Linked DNA regions of Mus musculus: all the other regions are linked to region 3. The links are chromatin contacts, called in public HiChIP or PLAC-seq maps. All regions are on one chromosome and are shown on one strand. Each heading gives the region's core, a stretch centred on a gene start, on an enhancer-like site or on the middle of the called end of the contact. The rest is flanking DNA. Distances are from core to core; before and after follow the strand shown.

The links. HiChIP or PLAC-seq counts read pairs in DNA pulled down with a chosen protein or histone mark.
Region 1: a FOXA1 HiChIP or PLAC-seq map of pancreatic cancer cells shows a contact between it and region 3. The contact joins two enhancer-like sites. A contact is called at or near these places in 1 of 15 datasets of contacts at CTCF or cohesin (the NIH/3T3 cell line), 1 of 484 Hi-C or Micro-C datasets (bone marrow-derived macrophages) and 1 of 115 datasets of contacts at active chromatin or transcription factors (pancreatic cancer cells).
Region 2: a FOXA1 HiChIP or PLAC-seq map of pancreatic cancer cells shows a contact between it and region 3. The contact joins two enhancer-like sites. A contact is called at or near these places in 1 of 39 promoter capture datasets (cranial neural crest), 2 of 115 datasets of contacts at active chromatin or transcription factors (embryonic limb bud and pancreatic cancer cells) and 1 of 9 other capture datasets (pancreatic islet).

The regions. Positions count from the first base shown.
Region 1 is chr7:48,915,904-48,918,977 of GRCm38.p6, forward strand. No RefSeq gene overlaps it. Among named protein-coding and RNA genes, the nearest start is that of Gm2788, 36 kb to the left of the region's middle. Within about 2 kb of position 1,823, at least 59 of the 459 cell types and tissues checked have an H3K27ac peak or open chromatin away from gene starts, as enhancers often do. A contact at or near this core is called in the NIH/3T3 cell line and pancreatic cancer cells, where this site is marked.
Region 2 is chr7:48,887,386-48,890,346 of GRCm38.p6, forward strand. No RefSeq gene overlaps it. Among named protein-coding and RNA genes, the nearest start is that of Gm2788, 7.6 kb to the left of the region's middle. Within about 2 kb of position 1,461, at least 62 of the 459 cell types and tissues checked have an H3K27ac peak or open chromatin away from gene starts, as enhancers often do. A contact at or near this core is called in pancreatic cancer cells, where this site is marked.
Region 3 is chr7:49,211,837-49,214,835 of GRCm38.p6, forward strand. It overlaps a transcript of Nav2 not described here. Among named protein-coding and RNA genes, the nearest start is that of Nav2, 33 kb to the right of the region's middle. Within about 2 kb of position 1,390, at least 48 of the 459 cell types and tissues checked have an H3K27ac peak or open chromatin away from gene starts, as enhancers often do. A contact at or near this core is called in the NIH/3T3 cell line and pancreatic cancer cells, where this site is marked.

The DNA of each region.
Region 1 (3,074 bases), core at 573-3,072, 300 kb before region 3:
GGGTTATTATGACAGTAAAATACGTTAAAGAGACAATAGACCTTAGTGCCGCACCCAGCATGTGGCCCTGTAATTAGATGTTCATTGTTGTTATCTTTCCAAGTTATCGCTTCTATCTACATACAGCACAGTTGCATTGGCTGTGAATTGTACCGCGGTGCTGATTTGTAAGCCCTCTTCTCTGCTTTCCTTTTGGTGCTGTGGTGTTTAATGTGGTGCTTTGACGAAACTCAGACCTAGAGCTATTTGCTGCACATGGGCAGACAGCAGAAAGGAACCCAGTGGTCTCAGGAGGGGGCCTTGGGGGTGTGGGAAGAGAGAGTAGAGCCTCAACTGTGATGTTTAGCAGACGAGGGGATCATACATGAACTCTATGGGGCCTGATCTCTGGTCTTTTACTCTGAGCATCACAAGCAACCCCCTTACCATCTGTAGACTTTACTGCTCGGATCTGTGAGATGAAGATTCTCTAGGTGTGAACCTCCTTGGGTCCTTACAAGTGACGAATTAGGTTGTTTGTCTTAATAAACATTTTCTGTTATTAGAAATTGAAAGCTAGCTTTTTACACACACACATACACATATGTATTTCCCCTTTCTATTTCCATTGCCCCCTTGCAGGGTAATAAGCTAAAAAGCATCTAGTGACTGATTTTGGAAACAGAATAGTCAGTCCTGTGAGAACAAGAGGGGAGAGAGAGAGGGAAAGACTTAGCCCGGTGGAGAAAGAAAGACCAGGGGTCTTGGAGACTGTTGAAGTAAAAGTCAAGAAGCTTGTGTGCGGATGTTGCTGACAGAATAAAGGTAGAAAGTTGGTCTCCAAAGGTGACTGAATGGAGCGGGGGATGGGGGGATGTTGGGGAGCTGAGACAGGAGTCACAGAGACTATTAGCCTGTGCGGGTAGGCACACACACATTGTTTTCACATGGCTATACATGTTCATGGTTTATTGCTGCTACAGTCACTGGGTAAGTTGTAAGGGTCTGCCTTTCCCCTTTCTATTTCCATTGCCCTCCTGCAGGGTAATAAGCTTCCATTTCACACGTAGTTTTATTTTTAATCTTATTCTTCTCTGAGGCAGGGCTCTCTCTGTAGCCTATTCTAGCCTCAGACTTTCCGTGCAGTCTAAATTGGGCCACCAGAGCTCCTTCCTCCATTTCCCTGAGTCCTGGATCAAGGCACATCCCATCACTGTGAGTCCCACACACCTTTTGGTACTCAGTTCTTCCACTTCGCCTCTGCCAGCTGAAGCCAGAGCAGGCTTACCTGCTGTGGAATCAGGAGAAGGGAGAGAGTACAGTGTGACTTCCTGTTTGTTTCTGGTCACCATCTCCATTATCCCAGTTGCTCATCACCCCATCCCTCTGTCACCCGGCCAGCCCTCTGACACTCCTTGTTACTCAGGCCTTTTGGCAGTGACCTCTCATGTCAGGAGAGCATTGCAACTCTGGCTTCGTTTTCACCCTCCATTCTCAGAGCAGTCTCAAGACACCACATTTGTTAGCATCCTTCCCAATGCGTGGCTCCATCTCTGAGGGCCTCCCTTTGTGCCTGTCTCAGTGCAGCTCCAGCATCCTCTTTGTCTTGCAGTTCTCTGATTCCTGGTGAGAAACAATTCAGGTCAAGTAATCTCTTAAAATTCCTGGTGTGGTTTCCGCTTCCTGACGTTGCTTTCTTTAATATCCTGTCCAAACTTCACTCTGTTCAAATGAGCCAGTTGAGAAAGGAATGTTAAAGTTAAGAGCAAACTTTGCTCCGAAGGAAGGGTGTGGATGTTTCCGCTTGTCCCCTGGCTCTGGACTGACTCACTGCTGTGCCTGACTTTGACTTACCACATCCCAGCCCCAGAAGATGCCCTGGAGGTCTGGCACCTAGTGGCTGTGCTTTGGGGCTGTGGGTGCTGCCACAGACACAGGCAGAGCTAAAAAGCATCTAGTGACCGATTTTGGAAACAGAATAGTCAGTCCTGTGAGAAGGAGAGGGGAGAGAGAGAGGGAAAGACTTAGCCTGGTTGGAGAAAGAAAGACCAGGGGTCTTGGAGACTGTTGAAGTAAAAGTCAAGACGCTTGTATGCAGATGTCTTGTATGCAGATGTCGCTGACAGAATAAAGGTAAAAAGTTGGTCTCCAAAGGTGACTGAATGGAGCGGGGGATGGGGGGATGTTGGGGAGCTGAGACAGGAGTCACAGAGACTATTAGCCTGGGTACTGAGGGGTGGTTTCAGTCTCTGCCTTACCTGCTGATAATGAAAGGGCCGGCACAATAGGTAGGTCAACACCACTTTCCTGCTCTGATGGTTTCCAAAAGAACTCGCCGCCTCCCTGCTGGGGTATTTCCAGAAGCCTGTTTGAGACCACTCACCATGACCTCCTCTTTCAGATTCAGGATCCCATCCCCCCTCAACCCCCTGCCTTCTGTCTGTCTGCCTCTCCTTTTCTCTTTCCCCTTTCTCCTGTTTTTTCCCCTCTTTCCTTTCTCTCCCACCTGCCTCTCTTACACACACGCGCGCGCGCACGCGTACACACACACACACACACTTCATGCACGAGGCACACTTGGCCTCAGATGAGATGATCCTTTGCAATCTGCCCTTAAGCAGTGGTCCGAACAGACCCACCTAGCCAGGCTTTAAGAGCAGCCCCTGCCTGCCCTCTGATCGTTGGGTGGGTCCCAATATGACCAGTTGGCTTTACTGACTCAAGGGACCAGGTGCTGTTGCCAGCCTGGGAGAAGGCAGGGGCTCTGGTGAAAGGAACTTGTGAGTCACCATTGGGGTGCCTTGTGTAGTCATCTGTGAGTCCAAAAAAAGACGGTTAATGTCTTGACCCAAAATGTGATCATCCTGATTGAAAGAAAACCTCTCCTTTACTTCTTGGGAGACTGTTCAAAAGGAGGCAGGGGTGCATATACTGCAGGAACCAATGTTCTTTGAACTAGACAACTGTGTCATAATGTAAGGGTTACAAGGAAGCTCTCTACTGGTATCCAGGTCCTAGCTTCTCCCGCCATTAAAATCTGTGTCATCAGGGCACCTTCAAAACTTGAAGGAAAATTATTAACATGTTGCTAGTAG
Region 2 (2,961 bases), core at 211-2,710, 320 kb before region 3:
TAGCAACTGGGATCCATCCGTGCTTTACAGATGAACATCTTTCAGGTCAGTAGAGGATTGCTTCAGACTGCTCTTGATGGTTTTGTTCATTTTTGAGATTATAATTTGAATTCCCCTTGGCCTCCTCACATACTCCTCTCTGCTCTCCTGCAAATTCATGGTCTCTTTCATCGATGCTATTATGTGTATGTTTGCATTTATACATGTATATTCCCTGACATAACCTGTTGGGTCCATCTAATGTTTCAGGGCTCACCATTTGGCCCAGTTGACACGTGTTTCCCTGAGGAGGGTCACCTCTCCCTCTCCTAGCTCTCTTCAATTGCCTGTACTTCTTTGTATAGAATTGAGAGCTCACGGGCTTTTCCTTATGCAGTTTGGCATGTCCATGGGTGTCATGACTTTTTTCCCCCTTAACTAGCAGCTGTTTGACTCAAGTGGGTAATTGCCTGCAATGAGAGATCAGCTTGGGGACAAAAGTCTCCAGCGACAAAGAAAAATTGGAAAGTATCAAGTCAGGAGTCTTGTCTGTAATTTCCAAATTCTGTGGTAGGTCCCTCGTGTGGAATTTCCAGTGACTAAACCACAGCGCTCTGAGAGCTGGGGTAGAGCATAGGTCCCCTTGGGTGGGCTCTGTTGTTCTCAGGGAGTGGCAGCAGACACCTTTCAGGCCGTTCTGATCCTAGGGTCGGGTGTGCAGCTGTGTCAACAGGCCTTTGAAGTCCACATACACACCGGATGACTGGTCAGCAGCCCCTGGGACCGTCACCACAAAGTCAGTCACAAGAATTCATAGAAGGCATGTGGGAGGAAGCTTTGCTGGGGCGGTTGGGAAAGAGGAATGACAGGCAGATGAGAACACAGCAAAAAACCCACCCAGATTTGCAGATACATCCCACAGGGGTGGCTGTCAGCCACCCCCGCCCCAAGCTCTGCCTGCAGGGTCCGCACAGTGATCTGGCTTATTTCATTATGGCCCAAAGAAGCGTCCCTATAAGGCTTAAGCAGGGTGACAGTGCTGATGAGTGTCAGGATCCCGGAAAAATCTTCTGAGTCATCAGAACATGAACAGACAGGAGCAGGGCAGCTTGAGCTGTTATACTTTTAGTGTTCTGCATTTCAAGACATTCTCTTCAAGCCTTCCTGAGCAGTCTTTTATGTGGCAGACCCTGCCACAGGCACGTCACATCGACTCCAGCTGGTTCACCCATTTGCTCTCATTTACCCCAGCGAAGGTGGTAGTTCAATCCCCTTTTTTTGCAGAGACAACAGAAGCTCTTGGGGGGTTAGAACCTGGGGAGGGGCAGCTGGCCTCCTCCCCTAGGAAGAAAAGAGGGCTAAGTTCAAAATCACAGAGTCTTTCCCCCACCTCCAGGCAGCCCCACCCCTAACCCCTAGGGAGAGGTTACAGAGTTTGTTATAGGTCCAGTGGTTTAAATCTGTGAGCTCAGACTGGCCTCAAACTCACAGCAGTCCTCCTCCCTCAGACTTCTGAATACTGGGCTTGTAGGTATGTAGCACCAGGCTGGGGCTGCCTTTCCCTGGACAGCCATCTGGTTACTGAGTCACATCCGTTGGCCTCGGTGTCCCTATATCCTGTCTTCACTCTTAACCTCACTAGCACACTTTGGGCCAGTGCAGTGACCTGCTCCCTTTGTCACTAGGCTCTCCATCCTGTCCACCCAGCCTAGTCAGATCAGTCTTCCTATAACCCTGCATGTGCCAGGGCCAGCCACACTGTCCATAGCATAAAGTCCTGATGTGGACTCTCCCTCCCATGTCGTCACGCTCTCTGAGCTCTTCCCCCAGGGTTACCCATCGCTATCTGTGATCATTTAAAGTTGCCTTTGTTTTGTTTTGTTGTAATGCTTTTTTTTTTTTTTGGTTGTTAGTGGCAGTTTTGTTTTTGTTTTTTATTTCAGAATCTTTGCTTATGCAGCATCCTAACATCCTCCTGCCCCTCAGCCTTCTCTGTTCCGAATCTCCTGGCCAAGCTTTAGAGCATCAGTTTTCAACCTGTGGGTCGTGATCCCTTTGGAAGGTGGAACAGCCATTTCCCAGGGGCCCCCATATCACAGATTTACATTACAATTTACAACAGCAGCAAAATTATAATTAGGAAGTAGCAACAAAAATAATTTTATGGCCGTGGGTCACCACAGCACGAAGAGCAGTATTAAAGGGTCACAGCATTAGGAAGGTTGAGAAGCCCTGCGATAGAGAAGCTTCCAGTAGCTGCTTTAGGGGATCTTCCTTCAACATTCTAGAACATTTAAGAAGTACACCTCGCATGCTGCTTCAGTGCAATTATTTGTGTGCCAGAGTTTATCGAAAAGTGAATATGAGGTCTGTGTGTTTGTGTGTGTGTCCCAGTGGATGTGTTCCCCAGTTTTTGTGTATCTCTGGTTTGTGTGCCTCTGTGTGTGTGTGTGTGTGTGTGTGTGTGTGTGTGTGTGTGCGTGCATGTGAACTGGTTTGACCATTGTCATAGTGCAAAGAACATGGTGGGCCCTTGTTCAAATGATTGAATTAATGGCTGGGAGAAATACAGTAGTGAGGAACAGTCACAATACGGAGACTGATTCCTGTTGCCAACAGTGTTCTTAGTCCTAGTAGCAGGCATCACTCCTGTGAGCCTTGCAACAGCCTTGACAGGTAGTGATAGGCTTGAGATTCAAGTCCAGGTCTTCTGCCCCCAGAACCCTGGCTTCCACTGCAGCTATCTCTGTTACTTTTCTTATTGTTGCAACCAAGTACCTGATTAGAGAAAACTTGGGGGAGGAAGACATCATTGTGGCTCCTGGTTTGAGCAAGGGAGTAGTCCAAGGAAGGCATGGGAGTGGGGATGTGAGCAGCTAGTCATTGTGTGCACAGTTAGGGAGCAGAGCACGAACACTTTCTCTCTCTCTCTCTCTCTCTCTCTCTCTCTCTCTCTCTCTCTCTCTCTCTCTCTCTCTCCTT
Region 3 (2,999 bases), core at 140-2,639:
GGGCCACGGCCGCAGTGACCCAAAACCTGCGTCAGGACTCACCTCTTCAAGTTCCCACCACGTCTCAGAAAGCACCAATGTAGCAAATCTTAAATGCAAGTGTCTCTAGGGGATTTACAACCCAAAATACACACCTAACACATATTGACAGACAGGGGGTCTGGTCTCAGGAAAGTCCTTTCTTTAATTTGTGCCCTGGGTCTTGGCACAGACTGGATAAAGGAAGGTATCTCACCCACCTAAGAGGGCCAAACTATGAGCCCAAGCCGTCTCTTCTTTACCCCTGCCCCTGCATCAATGTGTGCTGAATTCTCTTGTGTCCCAGTCACTGTAGAGCTGTACTGGCATCTGAGATGAGCAGAAGTGAAGGAGAGACAGAAAGAGACACGGAGGCTCTATGGGAGAAGCCATCAGCAGGGAAGGCAGCAGTGATAGAGGTTGGCAGTAATGGAGCAGAAGCCCTGCAGGAATGTGTGGCAGAGAAAGGAGTATCCTGCTCCAGATCCAGGCACCAAGGTTACAGCTTAAATGCAAGACCCAGCTGCCCAGAGAAGCAAGTCTCATTTGCCTAAGACACAAAGGGAGTCATCTGTGTGGAACACTAGGATGCTTACACAGTGAACCAGCCCTCCCTGGGCCAATCCGAAGCCAATGTAAAGTCGTCTTTGCATTGTGTGGACTAAGATTGATGGACATGGAAAGACTATAGTGAACTTCTGTGTGTAAAACAAAATAGTCATAACATGTTTGGGGATTTTAAAAACTGTGTGTGTGTGTGTGTGTGTGTGTGTGTGTGCGCGCGAGCGCGTGTGCGCGAAGTGCCCATGAAGTCCAAAAGAAGGCATTGGATCCCAGAGTTACAGGTGATTGTAGGCCACCTGATGTGAGCCTTTGAACTGAACTTAGATCCTCTGAAAGAGCAGGACTTGCCATTAACCACTGAGACATCTCTTCGGTACTCTCAAAAGCAAGCTTGAAAAACAATTGTTCAACCCAAACACCAGGAGCCCCAGGGCATCCTTCTGGTGGCTTCAGTGCCCTGTGCCACCTGTGGGACAGCCAGCCCTTCTTTTGCCAATGCTCTCAACATCTGTGATTCTCCCAGTGACACAGACCCTTGCTCTGCACATCCCGAGGACCAGATCTTTGCTGGGTCTGAACACAGAGAGTAGTTAACCTGGAAAACAGAGGGGATGTGGAGAGAGAGGGTCTGGGGGCTCAGATGGCCTCTGGCCTGAACCTCCTTCAGGATGGATCCTGCTCAGCTCTCCTTCTTCCGGCTTCCCCTCCTGGCTGGAGCCTCTTCCTGCCTTCTTGGCACCAGAAGCTCTGCTGGCTTCTGTCCTGAGCAGTGTGACCTGCTGCCCATGAGTAAGGACTGGGCCATTCCACAGTGACTAAGCTGTCACCTCCCCGTTTCCCGTAACCGCCAAGGGAGGACTCACTCTGAATCACTCTTTATTGTTTTGAGCTTTTTTATTTTTTTCCCTAGCTTCCAGTGTTTTGAATTTTCAAAGATCAACTACCCTAGGCAGGCTAACAGAGCTGAATAAATGCTAGGAAACTGCCAGGCACCCCCTCCATAACCTTGTACATAGGAGAGAGGCATAGAGCCCCCTTACCGGTCAGAGTCAGCTTGCCAGGATAAAGCTGACCTGAGTTAGAATCCTGTTTGTTTCCCTTACTGCTCTCTTCCCTCACTACTCACTTCTCCTTTCTGAACTTTAATTTCTCTTCAATAAACGGGATAATAATGCTTACTCCAGATAATTGTTGTGTCTATAAAGCAACTGGCTAGGTAGGCTTTCCAGTATAGGGAATTAATAAACATAAATAAAGTTTGGCTCCTTAGATCCAAAATGAGCATACCTGCCAGAAAGGTGGGTGTCCCAGCTCCCCTGTCCACCTGTCACCCCCAAAAGGCAATGGTAGGTTTCTCAAAGCCGCATGTTAGGAATGTTGCTAAATAACTTAGTTCTGTCAGCAACAGCCAATCTTTATTGAGCACTTACTATGAGCCAGGTACAGTGCCAAGCACTTTCCATTAAATTACTAAATGAATGAGAGTTAGTTGTGACTGGTAGTACTTAGCTAACTTCCTAATAATGAGAGACAGGCCCAGGACTTGAACACACATGGGGTAATGCCATACATAGAGACGAGGTTCTCTTGGGATGACCCATGGCTAGGGCTCACTGTCAAGTAATGATACCATAGTAGGAACTCAAGCATCATTCATGCCCACCCTCATTTGCACAGCAGTTATTCAGCTTCATTGTCTCATAGAGGGAAACTGAGTTTTGAACAGTAAGGAGACACCCGGTCTGACTAGTAGAGCTGACCTATGAACCCAAGGATCTTCAAATCCAATGAGTGTCCACCTCTGTGTGCACAATGGCGGGAGTCAGGATGGACCGACCTGGTCTTCATGGATTGTTTTATATCCATGGCTTCTGGCCTGCTTCCACCTTCTGCCCAGCTACCAGTGTCTGACTGGAGCTAGCAATGGAATTCCCTCTTTGTGATAAACCCTTTTTCCCTTCATACCAGTGGTCTCTACTCGCATGGGCTCTGACCAACCTCCAAAATGGCAGGGTTTAGGGATCCAGGAAATATCTCTGCAGAGATCAGCAGGCTTACTGAGTGGGTTTCCTGTGGGAACAGGCTGTATCAGGGGTCTGACAGATACTTGCATGTAAAGAAGTACCCCTGCAAGGAAACAGCTGGGTTGTTGGGATAGCTTGTGTAGGTGTGTGTGTGTGTGTATGACCCTGATAGCTCATCTCACAAGGGGATGCTGCTGGGGAATAGACCTGGCCTTATAGGCTACTGTTAGAACCTCAGGCATAATGATGCTGCCCCCTGCCATATGTCTCTCTCTCTCTCTCTCTCTCTCTCTCTCTCTCTCTCTCTCTCTCTCACACACACACACACACACACACACACACACACACACACACAGTGTCACTCATAGCTCAAGGCAGGTCCTCTTATGTAGA